Regions from separate parts of the Bos taurus genome. Here region 1 is linked to region 2. The links are chromatin contacts, called in public Hi-C maps. All regions are on one chromosome and are shown on one strand. Each heading gives the region's core, a stretch centred on a gene start, on an enhancer-like site or on the middle of the called end of the contact. The rest is flanking DNA. Distances are from core to core; before and after follow the strand shown.

Region 1 (6,369 bases), core at 1,215-3,714, 840 kb after region 2:
GAATGCTAATATTGGAGAAGAAAGGTCTCAAATCAATTATTTAAGTTTCTACTAGAAAAAGAATGGAAAATTAAACCCAAAGTAAGTGGGGGAAAGTAATAAAGAGCAGAAATCCATGGTATTGAAAACAGAAAAACAGTACAAAAACAATGAAACCAAAAACTATTCCTAGGAGAAGAGTCAATGAAATTGATACACCTCTAGTCAGACTAATCAGGAAAAAAAAAAAAGACACAAACTACCAAATAATTAGGGGCACAATTACATTTTCTAAGAGATTAAAATGCAGATGCCTGTCCCTGAAAGTTTATAATCTAAGTGATAAGACAAGCTATATGTACATAAAACAAGGAGCAATCTTACATCAATAGCAATAATAAACAACAACAACCAATCACTTATTAAATGCCAGGTACAGTTCTAAGTACTTTAAATATATCAAGTCATTCAACCATCACAACCCTAACAGGTAGACACCAGTATTAATCCTACACTATAGATTTTAACTTTATACATTTGATCAATAGAGATACAATGAAGGTAGATAAGATAATTGAGTACTTTAAAAATAGGAGAAGAAAACAGGATTGTAGTGGCCTTGGGAATTTCTTATGGAGAAGATAATGCTTGAACTAGCTCTTGTTCTATGCTGATGATTACCAAGTTTTTCACAATAGATATCACAATCTCACATTAGCAGAGAGTTAGTATTTCCGCAGAGCTGCTGCTAAGTTGCTTCAGTCGTGTCCGACTCTGTGCGACCCCACAGATGGCAGCCCACCAGGCTCCCCTGTCCCTGGGATTCTCCAGGCAAGAACACTGGAGTGGCTTGCCATTTCCTTCTCCAATGCATGAAAGTGAAAAGTGAAAGTGAAGTCGCTTAGTCGTTTCCAACTCTTAGCGACCCCATGGTCTGCAGCCTACAAGGCTCCTCCATCCATGGGATTTTCCAGGCAAGAGTACTGGAGTGGGGTGCCATTTCCGCAGAGCAGTAGAAATCAATTCTCCAGCTGTTTCAATTGACATTTATTGAGCACGTACTATGTTTCCTGCTGTGGGATCACAGAAGTGGATAAAAGAAGGACATCTATTGAGTATGTGTATTCAATATACACCATATCGCTGGATGTCATTGGGTTGTAATCCTCACGTTCAAAAAGCTTGTAATCTAGTTAGCTGTGTGTGTGTGTGTGTGCGCGCGCATGCACGCATGTGTGCATATGTGCATGTGTAAACCAATCAGAAAGTAGCTGAGCTTGGGTTACAATCATGAGCTCCCTTGAGTATTATTCTCTGGTGCAGTTTCCTAGTTTCCTGCTTTCACAGCAGATTAGTGTGAATTACCCAGAGATACGTCTTAAAGGAAATGCCTTGGAGCTGAATCCTGAAAAGCAGGGAGACAGGGCATACCAGCATGTATTAACAGGGTGAGAAAGGCTCAGATGAGAACAAGCATAATCTGCTTAGCTAACAGTAGGTAATGTCAGAAGACAGCTGAAGATAAAACTGACCATGTAAAGGGGGCAAAAGGGATACAAACTGGGGCATGAAAATTAACTTAAATCCCACATTTTTGTTGAGAATACAGGCTTAGTAGATTTCATCCCCAAATTCTAATTAAATCATTCTGTTTTACTTAGGCAGGAAAAGGGGCATAAATACAAGAGGAAATTCCCAAAACAATGGAGTAAAGGTTTCAATGATCATTTTATATGCATGTGACTTTCTTGGAATTCAAGAAATATCAATACAAATTAAAACAGAGAAAAAAATTGACCTGATCCAAGATTCTATATATTTTTCTAAAGACAAAAGCTTCTTCAAGCAATGAGCAAGCATGCATCACTGATGCCTTCCAACATCATCAAACTGTAAAGAAAACAGGAACCTTATGTCGGAGTAGGATAATCACTGATATTCCCAGGGGCTGGTGAAGGGCCTGCTCTACTCAAATGACAGGGTACTGGGCTTTCAGCATGTCCAGGGGATACTCCCACTGCAATCGGTCAGCAGATTAGCAAATGATCTTAGTGACAGGAACACACAGTCCAGGAGCACAGCCTTACCCCTCATTGATGGTTCAGATCACCTAGTGCAACCTCGCTCTCCTCTCTGGCTCCCTCTAATGGCCCCAAATACCAAGTAAACAACTTCACCATATCTGTATCTAAATTTGGATACACGTATCAAGTTTGGGTGCTAGATGAGCCTAATTAAGTGCTTTGCAGAAGTGTGAAGTTACCTCTTAAAATGGAAGAAACTAAAGAGAAGGAAATCACTAGTGGTGGTTCTGACCCAATCGCTGCCCCTATTGAAGTTTCATAAGATCACAGTGGAAGGCACAATCTACCATAAACCGAAGAGCTCTGTGTTAACAGCAGGAAACCAAAACTCATCTCACAACCCCTCCCCCACTAATTCAGCATCTCTTCCACAGATTCCAATATCCTCATGTTGCTATATATCGCCACCTAGCGTCCAGAGACTGATATTAACATTATTATTTAGTCGCTGTGCTGTGCTGTGCTTAGTTGCTCAGTCATGACCAATTCTTTGGAAAAGACCCCCATGTCAGGAAAAACTGAAAGCAAAAGAAGAAGAGGGTGACAGAGGATAAGATAGTTGGATGGCATCATAAACTCAATGCACATGAGTTTGAGCTAACTCCAGCAGATAGTGAAGGACAAGGAAGCCTGGCGTGCTGCAGTTCACAGGGTCGCAAAGAGTTAGCCACGACTTAGCGACTGAACAAAGTCGTGTCCAACTCTTTTGTGACCCCATGGACTGTAGCCCACCAAGCTCCTCTGTCCACAGCTAAGCCCAAAGGTGTCATTTTTCTGCAGTTGCCTTCCCAGGGTTTCCTGTTAGATTTGGCTGTTCAGTACATCAGGAATCCTAGGGTGATTCCTCATTCTACCCCAGGGTATATTCGTGAAAGTGTAATTTTGGATTTATTTTATTGAGTTAAACCCCATTTTGTATATTATCCTCAAGTACTTTGAAACTGCAAATAATTCCTCAAGATAACTCTTTCTCAACACTTAGCATGTATCTCACTCCCCCCTTTCCTTCTTATGCTTCTTCTTCATTGGGCCATGGACTCTCTCTATGTAGTCTATACATTTTAATAGCATCATTTGCTGCATGATTATAATTGGCAAGAGAGGGCTGTATCAGAAATGCATCAGGATTGTTTGTGAGTGGCTTTCATTTTTGCGATTCAGGCTTTCCCTCCTTTTAGTCCCACAACCACACAGTAGGAGAAAGAGATATTAATGAACAATCAAAAATCAAAAGAGTAACAGACTATCACAGAAATGAAAAATAATTTCAAGGATTAGTTAAGAGGCCCTATTTCCCTCCAAGCAGTCTTTAGAGTATAAGCCCAAGCAAGCCATTTCTAGACAGGAAATATAAACATTTTGAAGATGTGAGCTTTCAGTTAGCAATAACTCTCTGAAACCATTTTTAGACCTACATTTTTTTTGAACCAGACTTTTTCCATATCAGGCAAAATAGAAGGTTCAGGTGTAGAAATATAAACACGAACAATGTCCTTAGTTTGCTTTGAGTTAAATTTGCCAGACTGCCATGCAATATCTAAGTCCTACTTATACTAACAAATTATGCACTGTTTATCTGAAACTCAAATGTAACCGCGAGTCCTATATTTTATCAGTCAACCCTATATGAAGTAAGCTAAAAGATCTAGTTGGGGAAAATAACTAGGCTCTTAGCAGAACCAGAGTCATTTTTATGGAAAAGGTGCTTTGCGGGGGAGGGGGGGGGGTGGGGAGGGTGGATTCAAAGACCAATACCAAAGCAGAGGCCCAATGTTGTAAGCATTCAAATAATATTTTGCATTTATTTAATACTTTAAAATTTATAAAACATTTCATAAATTTTGTGTTACCTGGGTCCTCCTCATGACAGCCCTTATGTGGGCGTTTTTATGCCTATTTCAAGGCTCACAGATGTTAAGGCACCATCATGCTGATCTATACGGACTTTACGAAGAAGACAGAACTTGAATCCAAGTCCCTGAGTATGGTGCAGTGTTCACAAATAAAGACAATGTTCACATGGACAGCACACAAGCCTTTCAATCCCTCAGCTGCAGATAAAAATTAAATATCTGGCAAACCCAGCATAAAATTAACATTGTAACGTAAGGTCAGGAAAAGGAAAAGATATTCTAAATGAGTCACTGAGCTGCCTTATATACTTTGTGGACTCCAGTTTGGCTTTTTAAACCACATACACTGACTTTGCTTCCCCAAGTACAAAGAAACATTGTTCTCTAGATGTACTTTTATTCGCATGTGCCCAAAATTTCCAAATCTCCAACCACTTCTCTTTGTAAGTCATTCATATGTCCTAGGGGTCTTTAATAAAAATCACAGGAAAATCCAACTCTGTTTAACTTACGGTTCATTTTCCCTAGACCTATACCCTGAAAATTTAGACGTTCTTGTAATAATTCTTTTAGCTGTTAATGATCAGGGCCGTTTTTAAATTGTAGAGTAGCGGCAGCTAGTGTTCACAATGCGTATTGCACTTCTCCCCAGCACAGTTCTATCTTTTACTTGTGGACCTCAAATTCCAGTGTTCATAAAAAACAAAAGTTCCCTGAAGGGTTAAAACATAGTTTCCTTAGCCTCATAGATTTGGATTCTATATATAGATGGGGTATGTACATTATGCAAGGCCCAATGCTACCGTCTCTTTTCTACCTCCTGGTGAATCTCATTCAAGAGAACTTTATTGTATATATGAATCACTATGAATCTTGTTAAAACACAGATCCTGCGGCAACAATTTTGGGTTGGAGCCAGAGACTCTGCCTTTTTAACAAGCTCCCAGGTAGCATTATACCCTCATTTCAAATCGAAGCATTTCCACTTTCTCTATGTAGCTAGATCATCACAGCCTGAATCCTAAGTTTACAAAATGTGACTTATGGATGCTTCTCACTCAGTGTTTAATCAGATTTTGCTTAAATCTTCTCACTCCTATTCTCTGCTCTGACTTTATGCTTTAAGTCCTAAAATACAGCCACCATCACCTCAAAAAGAAGTAGCTCAGAACAAAACAGGCCAACATCCTGAGTCCCACATAAATCCATGCCTGTTCCTTTCTAGACCAAACCATTTCCTGGTACCAGATAGAGAGGAGGGCCTAGGCAGCATCATCACCCCTGATAAGCCTGTGCACATATATATGGGAACCACAGCTCCTTACCACATTATCATCTCCCTATGAGGATGGAGTGCAAAGATGATGACGAGTGATGATGACAAACAATGATGAGGAGGAAGATGATATCAGCTAACATTTATTGCACACTTGCTAAGTGCCAGGCACTGTGCTAAACTCTTTACAGGGACTGTATGTATGTATGTATCATACAATCTCATATCTTCACATGGACTATCTTTACATGGATTATCTCATATACATCATGTATGTCTATGAAATAGATAATATTGTCTCCACTGTAATGATGAGGAGAGAGACAGAGAAGAGCACATAGGCAACTTTCATATTTAATATCACAATTAAAGTCCAGTGACAGCATGTATAAATCACATTCAAGCTGAAAAACAAAATATTAAATTGAGGGCTCTTCCTCCCTTATGTCCTAGAGACAAATAACATTCACTCTGTAACATTTCTCTATAATATCCACATATCACCACCTAGCAATGGATAGCTGGAGCATACAAGGGGTTTCCAGGAAAATCCTGAGTTTTTAGAAATGGCCAAAACTATGCCTGTCTTTGCATTGACTGAGGAAGGCTTTCTTATCTCTTCTTGCTATTCTTTGGAACTCAGCATTCAGATGCTTATATCTTTCCTTTTCTCCTTTGCTTTTCGCTCTCCTCTTTTCACAGCTATTTGTAAGGCCTCCCCAGACAGCCATTTTGCTTTTTTGCATTTCTTTTCCATGGGGATGGTCTTGATCCCTGTCTCCTGTACAATGTCACGAACCTCGGTCCATAGTTCATCAGGCACTCTATCTATCAGATCTAGGCCCTTAAAACTATTTCTCACTTCCACTGTATAACCATAAGGGGTTTGATTTAGGTCATACCTGAATGGTCTAGTGGTTTTCCCTACTTTCTTCAATTTAAGTCTGAACTTGGTAATAAGAAGTTCATGATAGAATGGGAAAGAGTAGAGATCTCTTCAAGAAAATTAGAGATACCAAAGGAATATTTCATGCAAAGATGGGCTCGATAAAGGACAGAAATGGTATGGACCTAACAGAAGCAGAAGATATTAAGAAGAGGTGGCAAGAATACACAGAAGAACTGTACAAAAAAGATCTTCACAACCCAGATAATCAAGATGATGTGATCACTGACC
Region 2 (6,364 bases), core at 90-2,589:
CTGGTGAATATAACAAAAGAAACAGACTCAAAGATATAGAGAACAAACTAGTGGTTACCAGTGGGGAGAGGGAAGGGGAAGGAGCAAGATAGGGTTAGGGGATTAAGAGATACAAGCAACTATGTATAAATTGAATAAGCTACAAGAATACATTGCATAGCACCGGGAATATAGCCAATATTTAATAATAACTATAAATGATGCATAATCTTCAAAAATTGTGAATCTTTATGTTGTACACCTGAAATTCATATGATATTCTAAATCAGCTATACCTCAATTAAAAAATTGTAAAAATGGGTGAAACCTTTTGATCACTTGGAGCACAGGAAATGAAGATGAGTAAAGAAGGACTTTTAGAGGGAAGAGAGAACAAATATATGGCTATTTTTAGTCCTCTCTGAGACTTTCAGGTGGGTGGGTAGGGGGGGGTGGATGTTGAGGCAGTGGAAAGGGAGTGGTGGGTTGCACCTGCATTTTTCAGCTAAGCATATCTGCATTTTCCGGGTCAGTCAAGGGTGCTTTGATTTTAGGGAACGGGAGACTACTGATAAAGGAATTAAAGGGCAGGGTCGGAATCCTTCCTATCCCCTCTTCTCACTGAAACAGAGACAATGGCTGACCTTGCATGCTTAGGTCCCTAGTGTAGTAGGATTGAGTTTTCCAAAGGCTTTTGTTACTCAGTTATGATCATCTTCCACTTTTTTTTCCTTCTACTCACAAACCTCCCCTCCCCTCTCTTCCAAACCTTTCCCTCTTCTCCTGAGTCACTGAAACAGAGGTTCCCAAAGCCAGTCTGTTGCTGTGACCCGAGCAAGCCAGTTCTGGCATCTCAAACAACCTGGCTTAGCTATTGTTCCGTGGCCTAAATACCTGATGCAAAACATTTCCTAAGAAAATACAAGCACTTAACCCTTCCCCACCCAAGATTTGCTTTCAGTGTTTTATAACGATGTTTTGGGTAAGAAATGTTTTTGCTTTCATAAATGCTCACGAGGCTTCCTTAGAGCAGCCCCCATGAAAACGTTTATCCAGAAATTCTAATAAAAGTCAATATGCACAGACAATTCCGTTCCCCACTTCCTCCTGGACTTGTACAGTCCCAATCTTCAGCACAGCGTCGTTTGGGTCCTCAAGTCGTCGCCGAGCTTTGGACTGGAAATCGATCCCGCATGGTCACCCTAGAGGGCGCACTGTCTACATTTTCTGCAAGTAACTAGACGGCGCTGTCTCCCAGGCTCCATAAAAGGGGAGGAGGCGGATCAGTTTCCTTCTCTCATTGAGAAAGAGGATTGGAAGGCCGGGCGTATAAAGCCGCGCAGAGAGCGTGAAACAAAGCAGTCGGATCGGAATTGGACTTGGGAAACGCCGTTTGGAGTCAGGCATAAAACTTGTTGGAGGAGAGTAACGAGCCTGCTCCTCTAGCTCTCCTCGTCCGCGCGGCGCCTCAGGGGTTCCTACCACCCTTGCGGTTTATTTTTATATCTGCTTTTTGTAGAGAAAGAAACATATATATATATATATTTTTTTTCCTCTTAAGTGAAAATTCCTGTTTCAAGAGAAAATAAGACAAGATCAATGAAGGAGAGAAGAGCCAGCCAGAAATTATCCAGTAAATCTATCATGGATCCTAATCAGAACGTGAAATGCAAGATAGTAGTGGTGGGAGACAGTCAGTGTGGGAAAACCGCGCTACTCCACGTCTTCGCCAAAGACTGCTTCCCCGAAGTGAGTGTGGCCGGCTGGGGCTGCGGGCGGGCTGCGGGGAAGGGATCCCCATCTCGAGGTGGGTTTCCCTGGCTTTCACCCTTCACCCGTTTCTCTCTCTCTCTTTTTTTTTTTTTCAGCCGTCTTTCTCACCGCTTATTACTTTCGCCCCGGTTAATTGCCGGGAAAGGAAAAGTGGGGTGGAAGCGTGGAGGGGTTGGGATACGCTTACACATTCTCCTGTTAGCTTCTGAAACTTGTTCGGTCATGTGTGCAGAATCTGGGGTTGGGAGATTCGGATCCTCCACTCTTGGAGAATCCGGGTGGGGCGAGAGGGAAGTTAGGGCTTTCGGAAAGGATCTGCGTGTTTAGTATGAGATGTGGTGCGTGTGGATTTGGGGGGGTCTTCGTTTTTTAATGGGAGAGTAAAGGGACTATTTTCAAAGGGTGTACTGCAGCTGTCGTGCATTTTAAGATAACCTCTTTGCCCTCTTTACTTCTGTCCATTTTATCCAGAATTACGTCCCTACAGTGTTTGAGAATTACACGGCCAGTTTTGAAATCGACACACAAAGAATAGAGTTGAGCCTATGGGACACTTCGGGTAAGAGAATCATCTGACCGCGTGGCGCTCGGGCGGGTTTCCAGGCGTTCAGGGGGGTGCGCAAAGGTCTCGAGGCCCCGCGTTTCTGGCACGCTCTCGGCACCCGCCAGCGCCCGTTCTGCGTTCCTCCGTTAACTTTGTTTCTTATGAGGGATTCCCTGATGGATGAAAAATTTGCCCCTTCTGAATGGGGGTGGGGGAAAGATATTGGGTCGGGCAATAGCTGTGGGAAGAAAAGGAAGCTCCGGGCCCAAAGGGTCACCCCGGGATGTAAAATGCTTGTAGCCGGGTGTCCGGGGAGCGGTTGGCTCGCGGAGCTATGCCCGAGTCCTCTCGGGGTGGCCAGGGTAGCCAAATGTTAGGGGGGATGTGTGCGCCTTGTCGGTATCAGCTGGCTCTAGGATGCGAGCGCCCCTCCAGGATCTAACCTGCTGCTTGGCTGGTAGGCTGGGAGCACCGAAAGGGTGGTGGGAGGTGGGAGAAAACCCCCGAAGCCACGCACTTACGTGCGGATTCCGCGCTTGCGGAGAGAGTAGGGGGCGCGCAAGCATCCGCGGCGCTCGTGACGCCTACTGCCAGGAATGCGCTGGCGGCGCGGGCAGCACCCGGCGGGGGTCCCCGGGCCTCCTCTCCTAGCTGCCCGCCGCCCGCGCCGCCTCAGTGCCGACCTGCAGATCTGAGCTCCCCTGCCCCGGTGGTCACTTGGTGTCCTCCGGCCCACGCCGTTCCCTCCTAACCCATTGCATCACCCCTCTCCAGTGTGCGAGGCCGCGGGCTGCCCTATTCGCCTTTGACCTTCCCATCCAGTTGAATTATTGGCACGGTGGATTATTTTCTAGTGTCTGGGGTTCAAGGCCGGGTTATCGCCTTCCCACGCACACACGCACCAACCTGGCACGCAGCTGTAGGGAGGGCTGGTTACACCGCGAAGGGGAAGGCTTACCCGCGCGGATATTAGGGGTTCGGTCTGGGTCAGGCGCGGTGGGGGCGGTAACATCACCTAGACTCTCCGGCTGGAACCCGGGGACCCGCCGACCCTGCTGCGGTGCCTGGCGGCGTAGGAGTGCCTTTTCCAGGAAGGGTGTAGCCTCTGGAGGAGGAGGAGGAGACAGCGGGAAGGCCCGGGGAAGGCCCCTGAGCTTAGGTCTAGGAGTTTAGCAGGGAGCTGGGCTGCTGCGGGTGAACCGAGCCAAATCCTGGGTGAAACTGGCGAGGAGGCGCGCGCAAGTGCCAGCACGCAGGCTTTACTGTCGGGCGGGGAAGGCCGGCGAGGTGGACCTGCGCTCAGCTGGGAGGGGCCTCGCGTAGAAGCTTGTGGGCTGTGCGAGCTTCCCACCGCCCCCGGCTGTAACCTCTGGAGCCCCGGAGGGACTGAGGCGATTAGAGAGCACAAGGAAGAGGCCAGACTGACAGGGTCGCCAGAGGCAGTCCCTGCACAAAGGCAAGTGAGAAGTCTCGCGCGAGCGACTCTCACGGTTGTTGCCAGGTGCTCCGAGGGCTGCAGTAAGATGCGCTGATTTTGTTTCTCCCTGGAGAGTCGGGCTCTTCTGGAACCTCGCCAAGGGTAGCAGAACCAAAACCTCACTGGATTTTATGCTGAGAATTGCACACACTCTCAAAACTATAGGGAAGGTGGTGATAGACGGAATGCTTGTTTCGGTCATTTCCATCGTCAGATTTGTACACAGCCTAGTTCTTAATGGGCTCCAATTACCAGATATATCATGGTATTTTTTATGCATCGTGGGCAGGACAGCTGGTATGGTACCAATAATTAACACCAACAGTCACCCCCCTCGCCCAGTCTCTTTGGACCTAATGCAGGATAAGAGTGATTTAGACATGGGGGTCTGTGAGTCTGATTCGGTCTTTGATACAAGAGCTATGTTTAGATTTTAAGCTACTGCTTACACGGATATCTAGGTTCGGATTCTCTCCCTCGCCGAGTCTCGTTTCATCATCTGAAAAAAGGATACAGAAGCAAATAATGTGCAGGATCATTCCTATCTGTAGACTTCTTGGCTTTGGGTCACCAGACAGGCAAATCTTTTTGTTTCACTGATGTTGGTTGGCTTCAGCTCTTAGTCCCCGTGGATCTGGCATCCCACGCCCTAGTTTTCACCACCCATGAAGCCAGCCAGATTCTGAACAGAGCCACTGCTTCCTGGTGGATTTAGGAAAGAGACCCATTTGGGCAGGGAGGGGGCATGGGTAACCTTAAAGGAATGTTGGGTTATTTACCCCTTCCTTGTCTCAAGCTTCCAGTCACAGGACCACCAAAGGAGATTTTAAATTGGGCGCCCAAAGGGCTAAATTGACTTTTTTTTTAAGAGAAAAAAGACACATGCTTTACAAAGGCTAGGAAATAAACAATGTAGGCAGTTTATAGTTGGAGGCTATGCTTCACATGCGCAGATAAATACCACTTCAGATAGTTTCAAATATTTAAACCAAACTCTACCGCTTGTTGTCTCTGCACACATAGCCTCATACCTTGCACACAATAGTCACCCAATAAAATCTGTTGAATGAACAAATGAATAATCATATGCATCATTTCCAAGGAGATGAGATTCCCTGACATTTATCATCACTGAATTACCTGTGCACAAAGAATGGCAACTTTATAAACATTGCCTTTCATCAGATTAAAGATAATTACCTGAAATGAAGTCTGTTGTGAAATAATCACTGTATTTTTATTTAATGAAACAAAACATACGTGTATTTAACTAAAATGTGAAGGTCTGAAAAACCTGTGATTAAAAAAATATCACACTGCAAATTTATCCAGTAATGAAATCGTAGGGCAAGTTTAGATTAAGATTTATATATAGTGGAAAAAAGGCATAAGGGAATTATTTAGAATCCCATTATGTTGTTTGTGAGGTGAAGTGTGAGTTAATTAAACACAGTCATGAAGCACTATTTGGATTCTAAGAATAGACTACTTCCACCAAAAATGGTTTATCATTCATGAGTGAAATAAATGTAACAAGAGCCATTTCATCAGCAATTAATCATTAACAGTTTTTCGTTTCATCTCAAGCTTTTCATTGCACATTTCTGAACAGGGTGATTTTTTTTTTTTGGACAAACATTTGACATTTTCTTTGCCTACTAAGACATTTGTTTAGTTCAGGTTGTGAAAATAACTGTATATGTCTGATGCCTCTTGCTACATTTATTTTTTCCAACTGCTATCAATTTAACTCTGGAGAAAAGTTTTTCCCTTCTAGAACTTTATGAAAGAAGCAAAAGGAGGCATGTAACTTCTCTTACATAGGGAGAGTGATGACATGAACTGTGTTCTTTCAATGGCATTCACATCCTGCTTAGCCTCCAACCAGATATTAAGAGACTCTCTCCCCTTTCTTTCTGCACCTACTGTGTGCAGGCCCTCTCTGAGGCCTTAGAGATTATAGTTTTAATTCAAATATTGTCATACCTGCTGAGGGTCATACACCCAGGAGAAGGAGTTTGTCCCCACTTAGTTTGGCCCATATGCAACCTGTGATGAGCCGATTTTGTCAGATTCTTGAACCCAAATGCCCTTTTCATCTGGTTGCTGTGGATTTCCCTTGTCAGGCATCCCTAATGTTGATAGATCCCCTGATCCTCCTCAGGTAGAAAATGCTTCTAGCTGCCCCCCCAGCGCACACACCAATTAAAGCAACCACAGGTGGCAATTTGCCAGTTGGTGTCTTATGGCTGCTTAAAGTTATTTCAGTCCCTCTAAAAGGAAACATAATTTGAAAAGATACATGCACTCCAGTGTTCATGGCAGCACTGTTTACAGTAGCCAGGACATGGAATCAACCTGAATGTCCATTGACAGAGCAGTAGATAAAGGAGATGTGGTACAATATACAATGGAATTTTACTAAACAATGAAAAAGAACAAAATGCCATTTGCAGCGACACGGATAGACCTAAGAGACTGTCATACTGAATGAATGAAGTAAGTCAGACAGAGAAAGACAAATATCATATGACATTACTTATATATGGAATCTAAAAAAATGATACAAATGAATTTAGTTATAAAATGGA

What was found. A called contact is a pair of places that touch in the nucleus more often than the background predicts.
Region 1: a Hi-C map of skin fibroblasts shows a contact between it and region 2, with 9 times the contacts expected there. The contact joins the enhancer-like site here to the promoter of RND3 in region 2. A contact is called at or near these places in 2 of 11 Hi-C or Micro-C datasets (liver and skin fibroblasts).

Annotation. Positions count from the first base shown.
Region 1 is chr2:46,531,782-46,538,150 of ARS-UCD2.0, forward strand. No RefSeq gene overlaps it. Among named protein-coding and RNA genes, the nearest start is that of MMADHC, 15 kb to the right of the region's middle. Within about 2 kb of position 2,465, at least 13 of the 102 cell types and tissues checked have an H3K27ac peak or open chromatin away from gene starts, as enhancers often do. A contact at or near this core is called in skin fibroblasts, where this site is marked.
Region 2 is chr2:45,696,800-45,703,163 of ARS-UCD2.0, forward strand. It overlaps RND3 (Rho family GTPase 3), which reads left to right and starts at 1,340. Exons shown (of 5, transcript NM_001191158.3): 1 at 1,340-1,728; 2 at 2,224-2,311. The coding sequence starts at 1,579.